2 separate regions of the Sus scrofa genome follow, and region 2 is linked to region 1. Evidence: chromatin contacts called from public promoter capture Hi-C data. All regions are on one chromosome and are shown on one strand. The core of a region is the stretch at or near the end of the contact, and the rest is flanking DNA. Distances in the headings are between cores, read along the strand shown.

Region 1 (4,986 bases), core at 1,403-3,902:
AAAATACAGAGATCATTTCCAGCAGGAGATATCACCACAAACATTTGGAAGGTTATTTTCTTCTTCTTCTTTTTTTTTTTTTGTTACAAGCAATGAAAACGATGTATTCTCTTGTACAGAACTGAATAATAAAGGCATAACATTTCCTTTTTTTCCCCCCAGAATATAAAAATGAAACACAGTTGCAATAACAATCTTCAACTTTACTGAGATGTATGACACTTAAACTGAAAGTCCCCACAATGGCATTCTTTGACCAGTTTAATAGATTCCTTCAGAATATATACTTATATGTGTATATGTACACCACTTTAAACTCATTTTAATTATAACTAAATTAGCATGAACTTAATATACTTCAAAACATTTAATACTTAACATTCAATATTATTGTTTGAACCACTCCCTTATTATCAAGGTTTAATGTTTTTAATTGCTCAAAATGCAATGAACATACAAAATTTATTGAGAATTTATGTCCTTGTGATAAAATCCTATAGTGCAATTACTGGATCAAGAGGTATATGAATATGGTCGGGGCCTGATATATACCATCAATCTGTCTTCCAAAAAGGCTATTATACACTAATAGTTATGTGTGGATGACTAATATTTTTTTTACCACACTTGTGGCATGTGGAAGTTCCCAGGCTAGGGATCCAACCTGGAGCCACAGGAGTGAAAATGCCGGATCCTTAGCTGTTAGGCCACAGGGAACTCTGAATTTTTTGTTTATTTGTTTGATTTTTTTTTTTTTTTTTTTGGCAGCATATGGAGTTCCCAAGACTCAGATCCCAGCCTCAGTTGCGACCTATACCAGATCCTTTAACCCACTGTGCAGGGCTGAGGATTTTACCTGCATCCCAGAGCTCCAGAGACACCACCAATCCTGCTGCACCACAGTGGGAACTCTTGTTTGTTTGATTTTTAAAGGCTAAGAGATGGTATAACTACAAATCAACTACATTGAGATTAAATATTGGGTTTTATTCTCTTGCTTCTGCTGGCACTAATGGAATATGTTTATATTTCCTAACTCCCCCCATTTTGTTTGTTTACTCATTGCTTTTTAGGGCCACGCCTGGCAGCATATGGAAGTTTCCAGGCTAGGGGTCAAATCAGAGCTGTAGCTGCCAGCCTACACCACAGCCACAGCCATGCCAGATCTAAACCCAGTCCGAAACCTATATCACAGCTCAGGGCAACCACGGGATCCTTAATCCACTGAGCGAGGCCAGGGATGGAACCTGCATCCTCATGGATACTAGTCAAATTCATTTCCACTGAGCCAGGACAGGAACTTCTCCCGCATTTTATTAGGAAAGTTTTCAAATATACAGAAGGGTTGAAAGAATGGTACAGGGAACACACTGAATACACCCGTCATCTAGATTCTACAGTTAACATTCTGCTGCGTTTACTTTCTCACATATCTACCCATCCAACAATTCAGAGGTTTCATTTTCAACATGAAACATCTTTCTAGATCAAGACTCTTTAGATGCAAGGCCTCATTCTTTTTTTTTTTTTTTTAAGGGCTACACGCGTGGCATATGGAGGTTCCCAGGCTAGGGGTCAAATCGGAGCTACAGCTGCAGGCCTACACCACAGCCACGTCTGCGACCTACACCACAGCTCAGGGCAACGCTGGATCCTTAACCCACTGATCGAGGCCAGGCATCAAATCTGCATCCTCATGGATGCTAGTCAGATTTATTTCCGCTGAGTCAGGATGGAGAACTCCAAGGCCTCACTCTTTTAACGTCAGTGCTTTGCACTATGGAATGTAAATGTGGAAACGTTCCAAAGTACGGGACTACCTTAAGCTCCTGAGCTTCTGAAGGACTCAGCGCGCAGGCTGGAAGCGTAGCCATGGGTTCTAAACCCAACCCCATTAGGATACACACGTTTTCTCACCTGTGACATTGCAATCCCTCCATGCTGGGTGAGGATTAAAAGCACAGATCTTGAGAAGCACTCTATAGTGACGGTCGCTATAGTTTTGTTTCTTTTACTTCCTCCTAGTCTCCGATAAGCTTCGAGTCCAAGCTACCGGGCCCACCTCAGGTCCCTCACATCCATTTTAGCCCGCCTTACACCCTTAGTTCTAAGCAACAGTAAAATAGGGACAGGGTGGCCCGGAAGGCTACAGACCTGAGGCTGAGGGCCGCGATGGCTGCTGGGGGGTCGCCCTGAGGCCCCGGCCGACTTCCTCTCTCCGGCGCCCCGCACGCGGAGTGACGGCCCGCGGGGGTTGCCCTGGTTTCTACACCCTCGTCATATCAGTAAGTGCTCACAAAAGCCTATGAGGTAGACAGCGCTACATAGGGAGAAAACTGAGGCCCAGGAAGCCTGAGTCACTTGCCCAAGTCCACGCAGCTGGCGAGTGACTGAAGTGAATCCAAAACGCCCGACTCCAAGGTCTCGCTCTCTCCAGCCGCCAGGGTCCCACTTTGCACCTACAGGGGGCGCCGGCTTGCACGCACGCGCAGTCGTTGTGGCCGCGTCCCCTTTAAGAGGGTTCCTTTTGCCTCCTCCGACCCCTTCGCTTCCGCTCGCCTTCCCACAATGCTGTGCGGCTGAGTGCCTCCGAGCCCGCGGGGACGCTGCGGGGGGACCCCGGCTGAGGCGGCGGCGGCGACGTGGGCTGCGGCGGGCCCGCGGCGTCGGGCGGTGCGGATGTCGGGCTGGGCGGACGAACGCGGCGGCGAGGGCGACGGGCGCATCTACGTGGGGAACCTTCCGACAGACGTGCGCGAGAAGGACCTGGAGGACCTGTTCTACAAGTACGGCCGTATCCGCGAGATCGAGCTCAAGAATCGGCACGGCCTCGTGCCCTTCGCCTTCGTGCGCTTTGAGGACCCCCGGTGAGGCCCCCGCACCGCCCGCCGGCCTAAGGCCCTGTGCCCCCTCCTTCCCTCATCCCCCATCCCTTTCCCGGGCCTCCCCTCCCTCCGCGCCGTAGACCCTTCACGGCGCCCCCGGGTGGAGGCTGAGGCCTCTCACCGCGGGACTCTGGGCCGTCCTTTAATCCGTCGTCACTTCCTCTGTTATTATTTTTTACTTTACTTAAAAACATAAAAGGCGGACCTTGTGAGGACCCAAGCCCGCCCAGACAGGCCTCCGCGATAGTACAGACGGGCGTTCTCTCCCTCACAGCCGGACAAGCACCCTTCGCGGGTAGCGGCCCAAGGCTTGAGAAGCTTGGCCCCTGAGCTGGCCCGGGAGAGGACTGGGTGAGGAGCAGAAGTAGTCGGTCGCCCTCCCTGGCCACCCCACCCCCAGCTGGAACTCTCCGTTGGCAGGGAGCTTGGTGCGGGAGTATGGATGCCTTTCGAGGGGGCTTTTGATGGAACAGATCGCCAGCCTCAGGGACTCGTTCTTATAAAAGCATCAGGGATTTGGGGAAACTTCTAAAACAGTCTGTTGGCATCTCTGATGTCACTCTGTCTTCTCTATTGCGGGAGGCAACTCTGGATGCTAAGGGCCCCGGGGAGTTGGAAGCTCTCGATCCTGAAACCAGCTCGAAGGAATCTTTGGTTTTGTAAAGAGTGTCGGCCCTTGGCCCAGAAAAGGCCTGAGGACTTTCAAAACTGAGGTTGGTGGTTCTTAGAAGTCACTGCACTGTGCTGCTTACCTCACTCGGGGTAAATCCAAACCCGTTCTCCATTTTTTAGCATTGTCTCAGGAAGCACGTTGCCTAGTCTGTGCCCTGTGGGCTTCACTCCGAAGACTGCCCCTGGGTCCGGGGTGGTGGTAGGAGGCAAGGGGAGCCTCGGGAGATGGGGAGGCAGGACGCATCTTGAGGTTTTGATGGCTGAAGATTCTGACAGTTCATCCCTAGTGTCTTATCATTTGCCTCAAAAGTGAAACTAGGCATCTTCACACCTAAGGTGGAAAAGGTTGCAGTTCTATTAATTAGTAATACAGTTCTAGGATTTTTTTTTTTTAACTGATGCTATGTGTCATACACCATGTTATGTATTATTTAGCATTTTCAACAGCCTATAAAATGGGTGCTTTTAATCACATTTTACAGATGAGGAAACTGAGGATTTAGAATTGATAAAAGAGAGGACTACTAAGGGAAGGTAGAATTTGACTCCCCTCTTCTGCTCCTTTGAATACAGTCTTACTATATGACATGCCTCATTGTCATCTCTTCCTTCATTCCTTTCATAGTAGAAAAGTTACCTTTTGATATTACTAAATGCCAAGTTTCAAGCAAAGCACTCCACACATAGTATCTTATTTAATCCTTATAAAAAACCTTATGAGACAGGCCATATTACTCACGTTTAATTTTAAAATCTTTTTTTTTTTTTTTTGTCTTTTTGCTATTTCTTTGGGCCGCTTCTGCGGCATATGGAGGTTCCCAGGCTAGGGGTCGAATTAGAGCTGTAGCTGCTGGCCTACACCACAGCCACAGCAACGCAGGATCCGAGCCGTGTCTGCAACCTACACCACAGCTAACGGCAACACCGGATCGTTAACCCACTGAGCAAGGGCAGGGATCGAACCCGCAACCTCATGGTTCCTAGTCGGATTCGTTAACCACTGCGCCACGACGGGAACTCCTAATTGTAAAATCTTGATCACATACTTACCTAGACACAGCCTGGTAGGTAGCAGAAGAATGATTTGAACTGAGATCAATTTTTATTCATAGTGAGATCTTAAACCCTAGCAGTTCTGCCTCTCTCCCACTATATTTTGAATATAGCTAGGGTTGAGCTGGTTGTGGTCCTCCTTGCTTTTAATCCTGTGACTAGAATCTTGGTAAGTGATTATGTGCTTGTGACAACCGAATGATGCCTTCATTAGTCCATCTTTGGTTCTGCTTGTCCTCCCAACCCCTGATGGCATTCTTTCTCCCGTCAATACAAGAGAACCAACTTGGCTTCCTTCTCTACCACCCTAGAAAAGAGTTAAAAGCATTACTCTATTGGATGTTTAGCTCTTTTGGGGAAACTGTACCCAAAGAAT
Region 2 (4,986 bases), core at 1,233-3,732, 560 kb before region 1:
CTTAACCCACTGAGAGAGGCCAGGGATCAAACCTGCAACCTCATGGTTCCTAGTCGGATTCATTTCTGCTGCGCCATGAAGGGAACTCCTAGAACAATGCTTTTTGCAGTATGGTACTACTACTAATGACACACATACAAAAAGACTATTTGTTTTGAAGATTAGCTTTGATTTTCACATATCATTCTGAAGATTCACAATCTCCTTTGGAGGAAATTAAACAGGTACAAAACAGCAAGGATTTAACACACATTAAGAAAGTTTCCCTATTAATCACCTTAACGTCATGAATCAGAATCCCATGTTAACAACACAGTAAAATCCAAACTGAGTTTGTATGCAAGAGGCTGGGTGAACCCCTTCCAGTCTATCTGAACGGTTTATGCTATGGCTTCTTAACCTGGCTTCTAAGAAGACAACAAATGGGCTTCAGAAACGTCTATGATTCCACTGAAAAATCGTAACATAAATTCTCTGTGAAAGAGTAATTATGTGTGCATTTTCTGGCAAGAAGGCCTTAGCATTCATCAGAATCTCAAAGGGGTCCCTAACCCTAAAGGTAACTTTCATAGGGCTTTGCAGAAAAGACAGCACAAATTCCTGGCTGCTCAAGTTCAGAACATTTCAAGGTAGCCTAATTATATTCAAAACAGGAAGGAAGTGACTCAAGTCTCTGTAGATTAGGCATATGAGACAACAACTAAAATGAAACAATGGAAGAGAAAATGTTCTGAAATGCACAAAATGCTGCAGAGGTGCAAGATAGTGTTTAGTGTAGCAAGGGAGCTGCAGTTTTTCCTTTGCCTCATACCACCCACTGAGAAGCACAGAAAATGCATTTCAAGAGGAAGTTTGAATCTAGACTCATAAGAATCAAACATCACAGAAGGTTCAACCGAAAAGAGGCAAGAAAATAAGGAAGTGGAACAAATAACATTTTTAGAGAATACGATGGAGTTTGTATAACACATTAACTTGGTTTCTAAAACACCTCTTTTTAAACTCCTCCACCCGTCTCCCTATCTTCAAAGGAAACCGGTAACCCCACTTACATTATAGAGGCCATGAAATAACCACATAAGGTTTGAATTATCATAGTACTATTTAAAAATCAGTCTCCACTTCCATCTGACAAGACAAAGTTTGGAACAGTCGCAAAAACACTGGTGCGCAATGGTTTCATTAAGATTGTTTACTGGATGCTGTGGTGCCATTTTACCTTTTGAATTACTTCAAATTCAAAGCAGAAAAATACAAGCACTGAGAACAGTACAGAGACCTGTCAACTCAGTTCCAACTGCTAAGACGAAAACTACACATGGGAGGTTTAGTTTTGGCCTTTCAGTGCTGCCATATGCCTATATTGCCTAAATGCCCAAATGGGTCTACTTGTCAGTGATGTGGTGTGTGTTGGTTTTGTAAGCTGTAATTAATGCATGATTTAGAAATTCAACTATAGTTTTAAGGGACTGTAAAGGTTCTGTACACAATAGGGGAAAAAAATTTAAATGAGATGATGCTAAGAATATTCACTGAATCTTCCCTACCGCTAAGCACCATACTCCCCATTATCCCCATCGGAAAAATGAGGAAATGAAGACTCGGCCAAATGAAGTCACCAGCCCAAGGTCACCCAGAGGGAACATCTAGTTTGAACTCAGACGGTTCAGATCTCAGAACCTGAGCCAAGCATTGCCTCCCAAGTGCAGGTGGCGTTTGCAAGACCCCGACATCCTGGAGACTCTCTGCCGTGGAGCGGGAGTCGGGATGCCAGAAATGGCGAAATCGTCCATGGGGGTCCTCTGGCGAGTCTCAGTGGAGGGAAGGGGTGAGCGTCGCCCACTACCAGCAGGGCGCCTCCGGGGACGGGGGTCTTGGGTGACTGTGGGAAGGGGGTGGTGACACCTGCAGTCTCTGGGGGCCGCAGCCGGGAAGACGCTCGCATTTTACTTCTGTAATTGGCCTTCCTGTGGATTGCCCAAGCCCCTTCCTGTTAGGAAAGCGGCTCCGACCCCACCGCCTCCCCGGACGGCCTGGGACAGAGTGAACGAAAGGGAAAGGAGGGGCGGGAGGGCGGCGGCCCCCTGCCCGCCCGGCTCTGACAGGCCAGGGGCAGGTTCTGCCCCAAGACCGCCCCCCTTCCTCCTCGTCGTGACCCCAGGCATGGGATGCAGAGGTCGACTGCCGGGACCCGCCCGGCTCGAGGGGCGGCCCCGGGGCAGGGGTCCTGGCCAGGAGAGCTGAGGGGAGCGGGCCCGGCTGATGAGACTCACCTGGCCCGCTGCAGTCAGCGCACACTTCGCTGCTCCGGAGCCGCTTCGACATGGCTCCCGCCTCCCACCTGCCGGGAACCTGGGGCCCCGAGACAGCGAAGGCGGCGGCGGCGGCGGCGGCGGCGGAGGCGCTTCCGCTCTAACGGGTCCCAGCGGCGGCGCTGGCGGCAGCGCCTCTCCCTGAGCGCCTCGCAGCCGCGGCCCAGCACGCACGCGCGGGGAGGCACCCTTTGGCAATAGGCAGATCATGTGACCGGAAAGGGCACGCTGCCCTGTCGCCATATTGAGTGAGGGCAAGGATCTTCCGTCCTGCTTCCAAATTTTCTGTAATTTGTCTCCCTCTCCAGAAGAAATTCGCTTCTTCCCAGCACTGATTAATACCAAATCTAGTAACCAGAAGTCTGCAGCTGCAACCTGCCTGAGGTAATCAGTAGTCAAGTCATTTCGCATAACTTTGGCCAAGTTCATTTATATATTCTTTCCTTTATTCAGCAAATTACACACAGTGTTCCAAGCAGTGAAGAAAGAGTAGTGAGCCAAGAGGACAAAATTTCCTGTCTTTATGGAGCTAACATTCAATTGTGCTAGATCTACAATAAGTAAAATAAGGGTATATTATGTGTTTCCTTATGCTGCAGTTTTAATATAATCTGCTAGAGGAAGATAATGTGTATCTACCGCTAGCCTACAATTTTCTTTTGTATGGCTTGCACCTAAAAATGATTTTCATAGTTTTATTTTTTTGTTTTTGTTGTGTTTTGGCATGTGGAAGTTTCAGGGCCGGGATGGAACTGGAGCCATAGCAATAATCGAGCCACAGCAGTGACAACTGAGTCCTTAATTGCTCGGCCATCAACTCTTAATTTTTACTTGTTTTGTTGTTTTTTAGGCCATATGGAGGTTCCCAGGTTAGGGGTAAATTGGAGCTACAGCTGTCAGCCTACACCACAGCCATAGCAATGCGGGATCCCAGCTGCACCTGTGACCTACCCACTAGCCCACAGCAACACCAGATCCCGGACCCACTAAGCGAGGCCAGAGATCAGACCTGCATCCTCAGGTTTACTGGTTGGATTCCTTTCCACTGCACGACACAGGGAACTCCTAATTTTTACATTTTTGAAGGATTGTAAAGAGGAAGGAGAAGAGGGAAAGGATGAATATTTAACAAAACTCATATATGAAACGTATAGCTAAATATTTACTGTCTGGCTAAGAACAAATGGAATAATTCACAGAAGAGTGTGGTATGCTTGCCTCAGAGTGAACCCTCATTAATAGTAGCCTCTTGAAGTTCCCGTCGTGGCGCAATGGTTAACGAATCCGACTAGGAACCATGAGGTTGCAGGTTCAGTCCCTGCCCTTGCTCAGTGGGTTCACGATCCGGCGTTGCTGTGAGCTGTGGTGTAGGTTGCAGACTCGGCTCGGATCCCACGTTGCTGTGGCTCTGGCGTAGGCCGGTGGCGCAGCTCCAACTAGACCCCTAGCGTGGGAACCTCCATATGCTGCGGGAGCGGCCCAAGAAATAGCAAAAAGCAAAAAAAAAGTAGCCTCTGTTATTATTGGAATTTGATATTACTATTATTTCTTAATCACAATTTTGAGGATAACGATAGATAACCTAATATACAGGATGGTATGAGATAAACGCAATGAAGTGAGTTTAATCAGTGTGATAGAGAGCAGAGGTGTGACCCTAATGCTAATGAATATTTTGTGTATTATATGTAAACCCAACTATGATCTCCATTCAGCAAATGTTCGATGCCTATCATGGGCCAGGTATTTGTTTTGCTTTGTTTTTTTTAATTTATTTTTATTTATTTATTTTTGCCTTTTTGCCTTTTTCTAGGGCCCCACCCACAGCATATGGAGGTTCCCAAGCTAGGGGTCTAATCAGAGCTGTAGCTGCCAGCCTACACAGCACCTCGGGATCTGAGCCGAGTCTGTGACCTACACCGCAGCTCAAGGCAATGCCAGGTCTTTTTTTTTTTTTTTTTTTTTTTTTTTTGTCTTTTTGTGTTTTCTAGGGCCGCTCCTGTGGCATTTGGAGCTTCCCAGGCTAGGAGTCTAATCGGAGACGTAGCCGCCAGCCTATACCAGAGCTATAGCAACACGGGATCCAAGCTGGGTCTGCGACCTACACCACAGCTCACAGCAACGCTGGATCCTTAACCCACTGAGCAAGGCCAGGGATCAAACCCACAACCTCATGGTTCCTAGTCGGATTCGTTAACCACTGAGCCACATGGGGAACTCCCGGGCCAGGTATTATTTTGACTTTAGGTACTCTGGTGAACAGCCATTGTGAAGTTCTCCAACTAATGAATTAAGAGAGATTAGATAAGCATGAGACAATGAAGAGAAAGATTAAATTGCATAAATCTTCTTAAAGGTTAGGAAGTCCTGAAGGAGATGTCAAAAGCATGGGTCTTTGTTTCATTTCTCCATTTTTATAAATGAGTGGTGTGTGCATTAACATATATTTCCCACACATTCCATAGCTAAAGCCTCTGGATGCCATCCTGATGCTTCTACATCCTGTTTTGCTTCATGTATTCTCAAATCTTCTGGACTCAACACCTGTGGAGAATGGATTAAGCCTGAATTCTTGAACAGCTGTTGTTGTAGGCATCTGAAAAGCTGGCTATTCACAAGCAGGGAAGGCAGAGGATGCTTTCAGAATGCATTAAATAACTTTGCCTAGCTATAT

The links. Promoter capture Hi-C pulls out the DNA fragments that hold promoters and counts their contacts.
Region 2: a contact with region 1 is called in a promoter capture Hi-C map of fetal skeletal muscle, with 6 times the contacts expected there. The contact joins the promoter of GIT2 here to the promoter of SRSF9 in region 1. A contact is called at or near these places in 1 of 5 promoter capture datasets (fetal skeletal muscle) and 1 of 2 datasets of contacts at active chromatin or transcription factors (alveolar macrophages).

Annotation. Positions count from the first base shown.
Region 1 is chr14:40,431,616-40,436,601 of Sscrofa11.1, reverse strand. It overlaps SRSF9 (serine and arginine rich splicing factor 9), which reads left to right and starts at 2,652. Exons shown (of 4, transcript NM_001195566.1): 1 at 2,652-2,867. The coding sequence starts at 2,680.
Region 2 is chr14:40,993,482-40,998,467 of Sscrofa11.1, reverse strand. It overlaps GIT2 (ARF GTPase-activating protein GIT2), which reads right to left and starts at 2,482. Exons shown (of 18, transcript XM_003483442.4): 1 at 2,274-2,482. The coding sequence starts at 2,325. It overlaps ANKRD13A (ankyrin repeat domain-containing protein 13A), which reads left to right and starts at 2,586. Exons shown (of 15, transcript XM_021074290.1): 1 at 2,586-2,696.